3 separate regions of the Mus musculus genome follow, and regions 2 and 3 are each linked to region 1. A link is a contact called in public Hi-C data. All regions are on one chromosome and are shown on one strand. The core of a region is the stretch at or near the end of the contact, and the rest is flanking DNA. Distances in the headings are between cores, read along the strand shown. Region 1 holds the start of Nrxn1 (neurexin I). Region 2 overlaps Nrxn1 (neurexin I). Region 3 overlaps Nrxn1 (neurexin I).

Region 1 (2,720 bases), core at 143-2,642:
AAGTCTGAGGTTACTTAGATATTTGAACAAAAGTAGCAGAAGTGTAAACATGCTAATATTTAGGAGAGAGTTCTGGTTTTTCTGGATGGAAAAAAAAATCTTGTATGTGGAAATCTCAATTCTCCTGAATTTGCCTAGCTCTTACATTCTTGCTTTAAAGAGTCTGAAGGCAGAAAATAGTCTTACCTCAGCATTTGAGGCTGAGGCTATCAAGTCTATGATACCGAAATAAAAATATCTGGTATTTCTACTCTAAAACAAATCTGTGGTGGAAATATAACGGGGATAGAAATGTAAATGTCCAAAGGACTCAATGCGTAATTTAAAGCCACAGATTCCAGACTTCTATCCACTTTGTCTGCAAGCTCTCTTAGAGTTAACTCTTTTCTCACCAGGCACAGAAATGCCTACTGAGCATGCCTGATTACACAGTAACAGAGACTCACACCACTCTACACTTTTTTCCAGGTTTTACCGGAGGCTAAAGGAAGGAAGAGATAGGGGCGCAGGGGCGGGGGAAGAGTTTAATAGATAGAGAACTTGGTTCAGCTCAGGATGCCCTCAGCGGAGGCAGAGAATGGAAAGCTGGAGGACCCATAAACTGTCAGGAAAGCACCTTGGGAGACGCATGAGTCTGGTCTCCAGTTTGATGCAATAGCCTGGTGGGTTGCTCTTAAAGTCTTTTATCACAGTGTAGGCAGATGGCTCAGGCAGGGCTATAGCAAGGGGTGGGGCAGGAACACTGAGTATTGTAGGAAGCCAGTGCAGGTGTTGAGTCCTGCCTGCCCCTGCATTCTTCAAAGAGCCTCTAGCTTTGCAAAGATTCAGAACAGGAGATCCAGGTGCACACACACAACCAGAGCTCCTCTTAGTCACCATTCCCTCGGCTTCAGCTCCTTCCCTTTAGCTGCGGGGTCCTTTTCTGGCATCTTCTCAGGTACCCCCGCCCAATCACGGCTAAATCCCGGAGAAGTGGAATCTCCACAAGATTTTCGTGGGTCTATAACAGGGGCTTGGGCATGCTCAGTAGGCTCTCTCTCTCTCTCTCTCTCTCTCTCTCTCTCTCTCTCTCTCTCTCTCTCTCTCTCTCTCTCTCTCGGAATGGGGGGGTGGGGTGGCGAATGACTAGTTAGAAGTGCTTGTGGCAAGTCTCCGCCCTAAGATTCCCCCTGCAAGGGGAAGATGCCAAGGTAGAGACACCTTGTTCTCAGCATCTGAACTTGGAAGGGGCTGCAGCTGCCAGCTGAGGCCACCCTTTCCCCAGCCAGAGCACGGGCCGGCCGCTCTCCATGGTACTGCGGAGAGCTCAGCTCCGCCCTTCTCTTTCAGAAGGACAGCACCCGGCGTCACGTAACCCAGCCTTCTCGGGCTTCACCACCGCCTCTTCCTTCCCTTTTTCCCTCTCCTCCTCCTGCTCCCCCTGCTGCTCCTCTCTGTTCCATGTTCTTCCCTTCCTCACTCTTGGAGATAGACGCTCAAGCCTGACGCCTCGGAAAAAGGCAGCAGCAGTCGCCTTATCCTTAGACCTCAGGAAATTCGCTTTTACCGATGCATGCTTCAGGTTCTGGCTCGAGCTAAGGGGAATAACCAGGCAGGTAAAGGAGCTCAATTTGGGCGCGGGGGAGGGGGAGGGGAGATGGGGCGAGGCAAGCTGGAGAAGGATATCTTTCCCTGTTGTAACTGGGCCAGGATCTGCCACAATTACAGAGGGAAGGATGGGTGGTGGGAGGGTGGAGGAGTGGAGATTTTGGTTGTTTTGCATGTAGCCTTTCAAATGGCAAGATGAGATGGTGGAACTAGGTAGTAACTTAAAGGCTGAATGCAGTGATTTATCATCCAAAGAAAGAAAAGGGAAAGGCAGTTAGAAAACAAAACAATAAAATATATCTACATCTCTTCCTTTCTCTTCCTTCATGAGCAGACCTGACTGTGCCCACCCTTAATTTGTGCAGTAGACTTCAGGCTTCAAGAAACTGCACTGGTGTTAGAGATGGTGCTTAGAGACTGGGCGGGAAAGCCAGGGAGAATTTTGGGTGTGCATTGGTATTGAGATACTTTGCAAAAGCCACAGCCAAAAAGATAAAACTTGTATATTAAAAAAAAACATAGATTTCAGAGTCTTTATGGAGATATATATTGAAAGGTTTCTTAGTAAGGTGTGTGTGTGTGTGTGTGTGTGTGTGTGTGTGTGACTGAAGACATGGTAAAATAAAGGCAACTGCAGCTAATCAGCATACAGTATTGATCTGTCCAGTGACTTGGGAATGAATTTTGTTCTAGAAACAGTAGAAAAGATTAATGAGGCTGCCAGGCAGCTTTTGAATTAGAGCGCTTCTTGTTTTGGCTGCAGTATGGTTGTTTTTCAGATCCCTTTATTTCATCTTCTAATTTGCGAACTTACCAGGTCTTTCTGGGCACCTAGGGAGAATCCATTTTCTCCATATAGATATAGATACTGTCTCTCACACAATGAGCTTCCTCTAGGAACTGGGAGAACCAGTTGACCTCCCTTGTGATAAGAATATATATATATATATATATATATATATATATATATATATATTCTTATTAGTTTTCTCCACCTTACCTCTATCCTTTACAAAATGGTAAAGATGTGCATTAGAGGAGGAGGGCACAAGAGAGTAGGCAAAAAGGTAATGTGATATATGTAAAATTAATACAATAATAATCTCCAATAGTCATCTAGGTAGCCTGTCTTT
Region 2 (2,720 bases), core at 108-2,607, 180 kb after region 1:
AATAAACCTCAAGGTCTCTGAGTATATAAAATACCTACTGCTGTACCTGTGGTTTAAGACATCACAGGATTTCTTAAAAATGGAAGTGATATGAGTATCCTGATTTGGCCAATGAGGACTTTGGCATTTCAGATCCAAAACAATGCTAGCATTTAAAGTAAGAAAATTACACTCAATGGAACTATTTCATTAAAACGTCATGTGGTGGGGTGGGGAGGCTTCAGTCTGAGAAAAATTAGATAGAAATTAAGAGAAGTCTATAAAATGTATGATACAAAATTAGTAGGTTTTTGGCAAGCAGTTGCTGTACTCTTAATTAAAAGAATATTTCTCACATTGCTATTTAAACTTGCTATAACTGGCATACTTATTAAAGAAAACTACACTGACAAGTACAGATGGGAAAACCTGTGTCTGTGACAATATCTATGAAGAACTAACTACTTTGAGCAATTTCTCACTAGTGATATGCTTAGCTATAGGAAATAGGAAACTGTTAAACTCTGTTTAGGTGTAAAGATCTTTCCTGTGAGTCCTGAGTCCTGAATCATAAAAACAATACAAATGCACCTTGCATTCTCATTTTTCTCTGGTTTTCTTTTAAAAGAAACTACATTAGGAATAGTGGCAGATTACTTATTGTGGCATTTGGCATGCAACTTTTCATATTATCTTTCCTATAATCCATATTTCACTTTAAATTTAGAAGGAAAACAGCACATAAATGAAATCCGTGGCAGAGATGCAGAAATAATTAAGTGACCTTGGCCTCTTCCACCTCAACAAATAGAGTGAGCCATTTAAGAACGCTATGTCAAAGATTCTCTCTCTGTGCAACTGTTTGATGATATTCATGTATGTGTTCATTGAAAAATTTCTCAGTGGTGTCATGCTGTGGAATTGTTTTGTTCCATGTGAGTTTAGATTCTTATCGTAACTTGTTTCTTTCCTTAATATAAATTGATTTGATGTTATTGATGAAATTAAGTTATGATTACAGTCTAAATGGTTTTGGGTTTGCTCTTGTTTTGTTTGTTTGTTTGTTTGTTTGTAGTATAAAGACATTGGTAACAACATGGCCTGGTACTAGCCATCTCAACAACCTGGCAAACATATTTTAATTGTGAGAATTATGTTTTGTATTCTATAACATTAAGGTTATCTATTCTTTTTCAAAGTCCAAGTGGTAAGATAAAAGGAATAGTTTCTGTTCTTGCTTACAGTTACTGGTTTCTTGCCTTCATTATCTAGTAGAGCAGAGCTGATGTGTTCTTAGTGCTTTGGCGTCTAGGGCTTGTTTCTGAGGCATCCCAGCTATCAGACAGTAGAGGTAGTGTGAGAAGAGCTAATTCCTTTTACACAATCAGACCCCTCTGGGGCAGTTGTCTCTTCTGGCCAACATTCCATATACTTTCCATCTCTGTATCCCGGAGGTACCATGAACTTGGCTCAGTGTCCCTCCTTCTGGCTACAACCATCTGCCTTTCCACCTGGGTCTCTTTCCACCTGGGTCTCTTGCTTTTCAGACCAGCCTTCCCTTCAGTTTTCTACAACAAAAAATAAATGTCTAAAGTGTTTTCTACTATTGTTGCCAATAATAATGAAGTTGCAATTAGTAATGTGTTAGTGTCTCCCTAATTAGAAAAATAATTTAGGTTACTATCAGAAAAATAAAACTGGATTATACCAGCATAGATGTATGTCAAAGAATTCAAAAATCTCTACAAGGACCCTAAGCCAGCCAAATGAGTCAGATGAGCATGATGTAAACACATTCGGTTTATCTCTCCATCTTTTGTGGGTTTTTTGTTTTGTTTTTGTTGTTGTTTTAGGGGGTTATTTGCATACTGATGAAGTTTCCTTTTTTGAAAATTATTTTTACTTTACATTAAGTAACAAACCAAGTTCACCTGAAAAATACCCTAAAAGTCTATTAGGGCACCCTGAGTCAGGTGTGTTTCCTGTTGTTATAAAAGACTTGGCATGAGTCTCAAGGTACAAACACGGTTATTAGTGTGTCCATCAAATGGATGCGAGCATGGAGTAATTTGGAGACAGTTCATTGCAGTGTGACATGTACTTCAGTTACAGAGATTAAGAAAAACAGAAAATAGAAAGTATACTCTCCAAACATTTAAGAAACTTGTTTACTTTTTACCTAAATGTCTCATATGACACACAAAAAAAATGAGATGATCATAGGATTTCAAGAATTTCAGGGAGAAAAAAATGACAGAGTTTAACTGAATTTTCCAGGTCAGCCTTGATTTTGTCTTTGTTATAGAATGTCCTATATCACAGCCCTGGCCCTCATTTCTTCATCTTGGCAGCTTGAGCCACCAAGAATCCTACCATGACAGCAGTCCTAGATCTCCTCTGTACAGCAGTTTCTAAAAATAAATGTCTCCTCCTGTGTTGTTCCTAAGACATAGGAGAATGGATGCCCTATCTCTCCATGTGGTCACATGTCTCTTGCTCTTGGACAGCATGCATTTCTACACTGGAGGACAATCTTCCTATTTCCCTTTAGTTTTATCAAGTGAATCAATTGGAGAGCAGTTGCTTCATTTCCTTCCACTTCTAAACCCAAGAATTTAGACAGTGAGGACAAAGTAACATCATTAAAAAAGAAGTGTCCATGCAAACAGTGATAGGCGTTTTGGGACAGGAAGCTGCTGAAATTTCCCAGCAATCACATTTCTAAAGCATCCTTTGAAAGA
Region 3 (2,720 bases), core at 124-2,623, 130 kb after region 1:
GATTCATGGAAAGATATTGTGAAAATTTGGTTTTGTCTTGGAATACTTTGGTCTCTCCAACTATGTAATTGGGAGTTTTCCTAGGTATAATAGCCTAGGCTGTCATTTGTATTCTCCTAGGATCTGTATGACATCTGTCTAGGATCTACTGTATTTTGTCGTCTCTGGTTAGAAGTCTGGTGTAATTCTAATTGGCCTGCCTTTATATGTTACTTGACCTTTTTCCCCTACCGCTTTTAGTATTCTATCTTTGTTTAGTGGATTTGATATTTTGATTATTATGTGACAGTTGGAATTTCTTTTTTTATTGGAGTCTATCTGGAATTCTGTAGTCTTCATGTATGTTCATGGGCATGTCTTTCTTTAGTTTAGGGTAGTTTTCTTCTATAATTTTGTTGAAGATATTTACTGGCCCTGTAATTTGAAAATCTTCATTCTCATCTATACCTATCATCCTTACGTTTGGTCTTCTCATTGTGTCCTGAATTTCCTGGATGTTTTGAGTTAGGATCTTTTTGCATTTTGCATTTTCTTTGATTGATTTTTTCCATGTTTTCTATGGAGTCTTCTGCACCTGAGATTTTCTCTTCCATCTCTTGTGTGGTGTTGGTAAAGCTCGCATCTGTGGCTCCTGATTTCTTTCCTAGGATTTCTATCTCCAGAGTTGTTACCCTTTGTGGTTTCTTTATTGTTTCTACTTCCATTTTTAGATTCTGGATGGTTTTGTTCAATTCCTTCACCTGTTTGGTTGTGTTTTCCTATAATTCTTTAAGTGATATTTGTGTTTCCTCTTTAAGGGCTTATACCTGTTTAGCTGTGTTAGCTCCTATATTTCTTTAAGTGAGTTATTAATGTCCTTCTTAAAATCCTCTAACAGCATCATGATATATGATTTTAAATCTGAATCTTGCTTTTCTGGTGTGTTGGGGCATCAGGGCTTACAGTTGTGGGAGTACTGGATTCTGATGATGTCAAGTAGTCTTGGTTTCTGTTGGTAAGATTCTTGTGTTTGCCTTTTGCCATCTGGTAATCTCTGGTGTTAGATGTTCTTGCCGTCTCAGACTGGAGATTTTTCCTCCTGAGTCTGTAAGCCTGTGCCAGCACTCCTGGAAGACCAGCTCTCTCCTGGCAAGTCCAGTGGATAGAGTTGTGGAACAGCACCACCTCCTGGTTGCAGATGTAGGCCCCTAGGACCCTGTCCCAGCTGTTCTGCTGCTTCTGCAGTTTGTGATCTCCTGAGGAGTCTAACCTTAGAGACATACTTGAGAGAGAATGGCACTCCCACCTCAGTCCTGGGGCCAGAGCACTCCCTGGAGACAAGCTCTCCTTTGGCAAGGGAGTACACAGAGGACTGAGAATCAGCCCCACCTCCTGTCTGTAGATGTAGCTCCGTAGGGCCCTGTTCCAGGAGCTCTGTCACTTATGAGGCCTGTGCTCTCCTGTGTGGACCTGCCTGTGTCCTGGGGCCAGAGCACTCCTTGGAGCCAAGCTGCCCTCTGGCAGGGAAGTTGCACAGAGGACTGAGCATCAAGAATCTTTTCACGTGTGTGCTATATCCAAACATCCTTTCAACTTTGTCTGCTTCAGGAAAACCGTCTTTCACGTGTTTGCTTTAGTAAGATCTCATTTCAACTCTGCCCCAGCAAAACATCATTTGACACAACTAACTTTCCAAAGAGCTAAGTTTCCCCTTCATTCCTGCCCCTCTGTGACTCTACCCTCTGTAGAGTTTTCTCAGAATATGATCCCAGTGGATCCTGTACCTACTAATAATATTGTGGACCTGTCACCTAATTTCCTTTCCTACATCTGAGTATTGAGTTGTTGAAAGAAACACTAAATCAATGACATGCTGCAGATGACCCACATTTCTGGCTGGTGTGGTCTGTAATGTGACTACACATGCATGTTTTACACTAAGACATGTTTATGTAATATCCATGTATTTTTACAAGTAGAACAATCATAAGTGATTTATGATGTGATTCCTGGCTAAACAGAGCTTTGGTGTTCATGTGTTCTCAGTGGTTTAAGAATTACATGTTGAGATAGTTTTGTAAAGACAAGCAGGGTGTTGTAAATCTAACACTAGAGGAAGAGGCAAGAGTATCACATGTTTAGAGCCAACCTTGGCTCTATAGTGAACTAAGGGATAGCCTGGGCCCTCATCATCCTATCTTAAGACCCTAAAAGATATGTTTGAAATATTGGACAATTGCAGTTACTAAACTAGTGTCCTTGGTAAGTTCCAGAATGACTAAGTGACTCTGTATCTGGGTAATGATAATTATGACTTTCCCTGTAATAAAATCAAGTGAATCTTGTACTAATTTGTATTATTTTGTCAGTAAGAGAAATGTCTTATGGTAGGAGTGATTAATGATCTGCCATACTTGATGTAAAGAATTTACCACTACTTACCCTAGGTGGTATTGCTTGCTGGATTGCCAGTAGCTAAGTAATGACCTTTTAATGTAAGAAAGATCACAACTTCTATCTAAAATTGTTTTTGATATTTAAGCTTTTATTGTCAAACTACAGCATCCCAATGTCATGTTGTGCACTAGGACCTTTTCACTTGCTATTCCCTGTGCCTATTTTTTTCTCAAGATATTCTTAGTGTACACTTCCCTACTTCATTTTCATTGCTGTTCAAATGTCACCTTTTTACACAGTCTATCCACATGATCAGAAATAGCAACCCTTCCTACTGTCACCCT

What was found. Hi-C and Micro-C count contacts between places; a contact is called where the count stands out from the background.
Region 2: a Hi-C map of cerebellum shows a contact between it and region 1, with 2.1 times the contacts expected there. The contact joins the enhancer-like site here to the promoter of Nrxn1 in region 1. A contact is called at or near these places in 1 of 39 promoter capture datasets (hippocampal neurons), 5 of 484 Hi-C or Micro-C datasets (brain, cerebellar granule neurons, cerebellum and 1 more), 1 of 115 datasets of contacts at active chromatin or transcription factors (bone marrow-derived dendritic cells) and 1 of 9 other capture datasets (pancreatic islet).
Region 3: a Hi-C map of cerebral cortex shows a contact between it and region 1, with 3 times the contacts expected there. The contact joins the enhancer-like site here to the promoter of Nrxn1 in region 1. A contact is called at or near these places in 1 of 39 promoter capture datasets (liver), 11 of 484 Hi-C or Micro-C datasets (the AML12 cell line, cerebellum, cerebral cortex and 6 more), 1 of 115 datasets of contacts at active chromatin or transcription factors (forebrain) and 2 of 9 other capture datasets (adipose tissue and pancreatic islet).

The regions. Positions count from the first base shown.
Region 1 is chr17:91,091,474-91,094,193 of GRCm38.p6, reverse strand. Nrxn1 (neurexin I) reads left to right here and starts at 1,392. Exons shown (of 23, transcript NM_020252.3): 1 at 1,392-1,595.
Region 2 is chr17:90,912,223-90,914,942 of GRCm38.p6, reverse strand. All of the region lies in intron 5 of Nrxn1 (neurexin I), which reads left to right. Among named protein-coding and RNA genes, the nearest start is that of 4930480K15Rik, 52 kb to the right of the region's middle. Within about 2 kb of position 1,357, at least 5 of the 459 cell types and tissues checked have an H3K27ac peak or open chromatin away from gene starts, as enhancers often do. A contact at or near this core is called in cerebellar granule neurons and cerebellum, where this site is marked.
Region 3 is chr17:90,961,779-90,964,498 of GRCm38.p6, reverse strand. The region is part of intron 5 of Nrxn1 (neurexin I); the gene reads left to right. Among named protein-coding and RNA genes, the nearest start is that of 9330159H11Rik, 82 kb to the left of the region's middle. Within about 2 kb of position 1,373, at least 12 of the 459 cell types and tissues checked have an H3K27ac peak or open chromatin away from gene starts, as enhancers often do. A contact at or near this core is called in cerebral cortex, where this site is marked.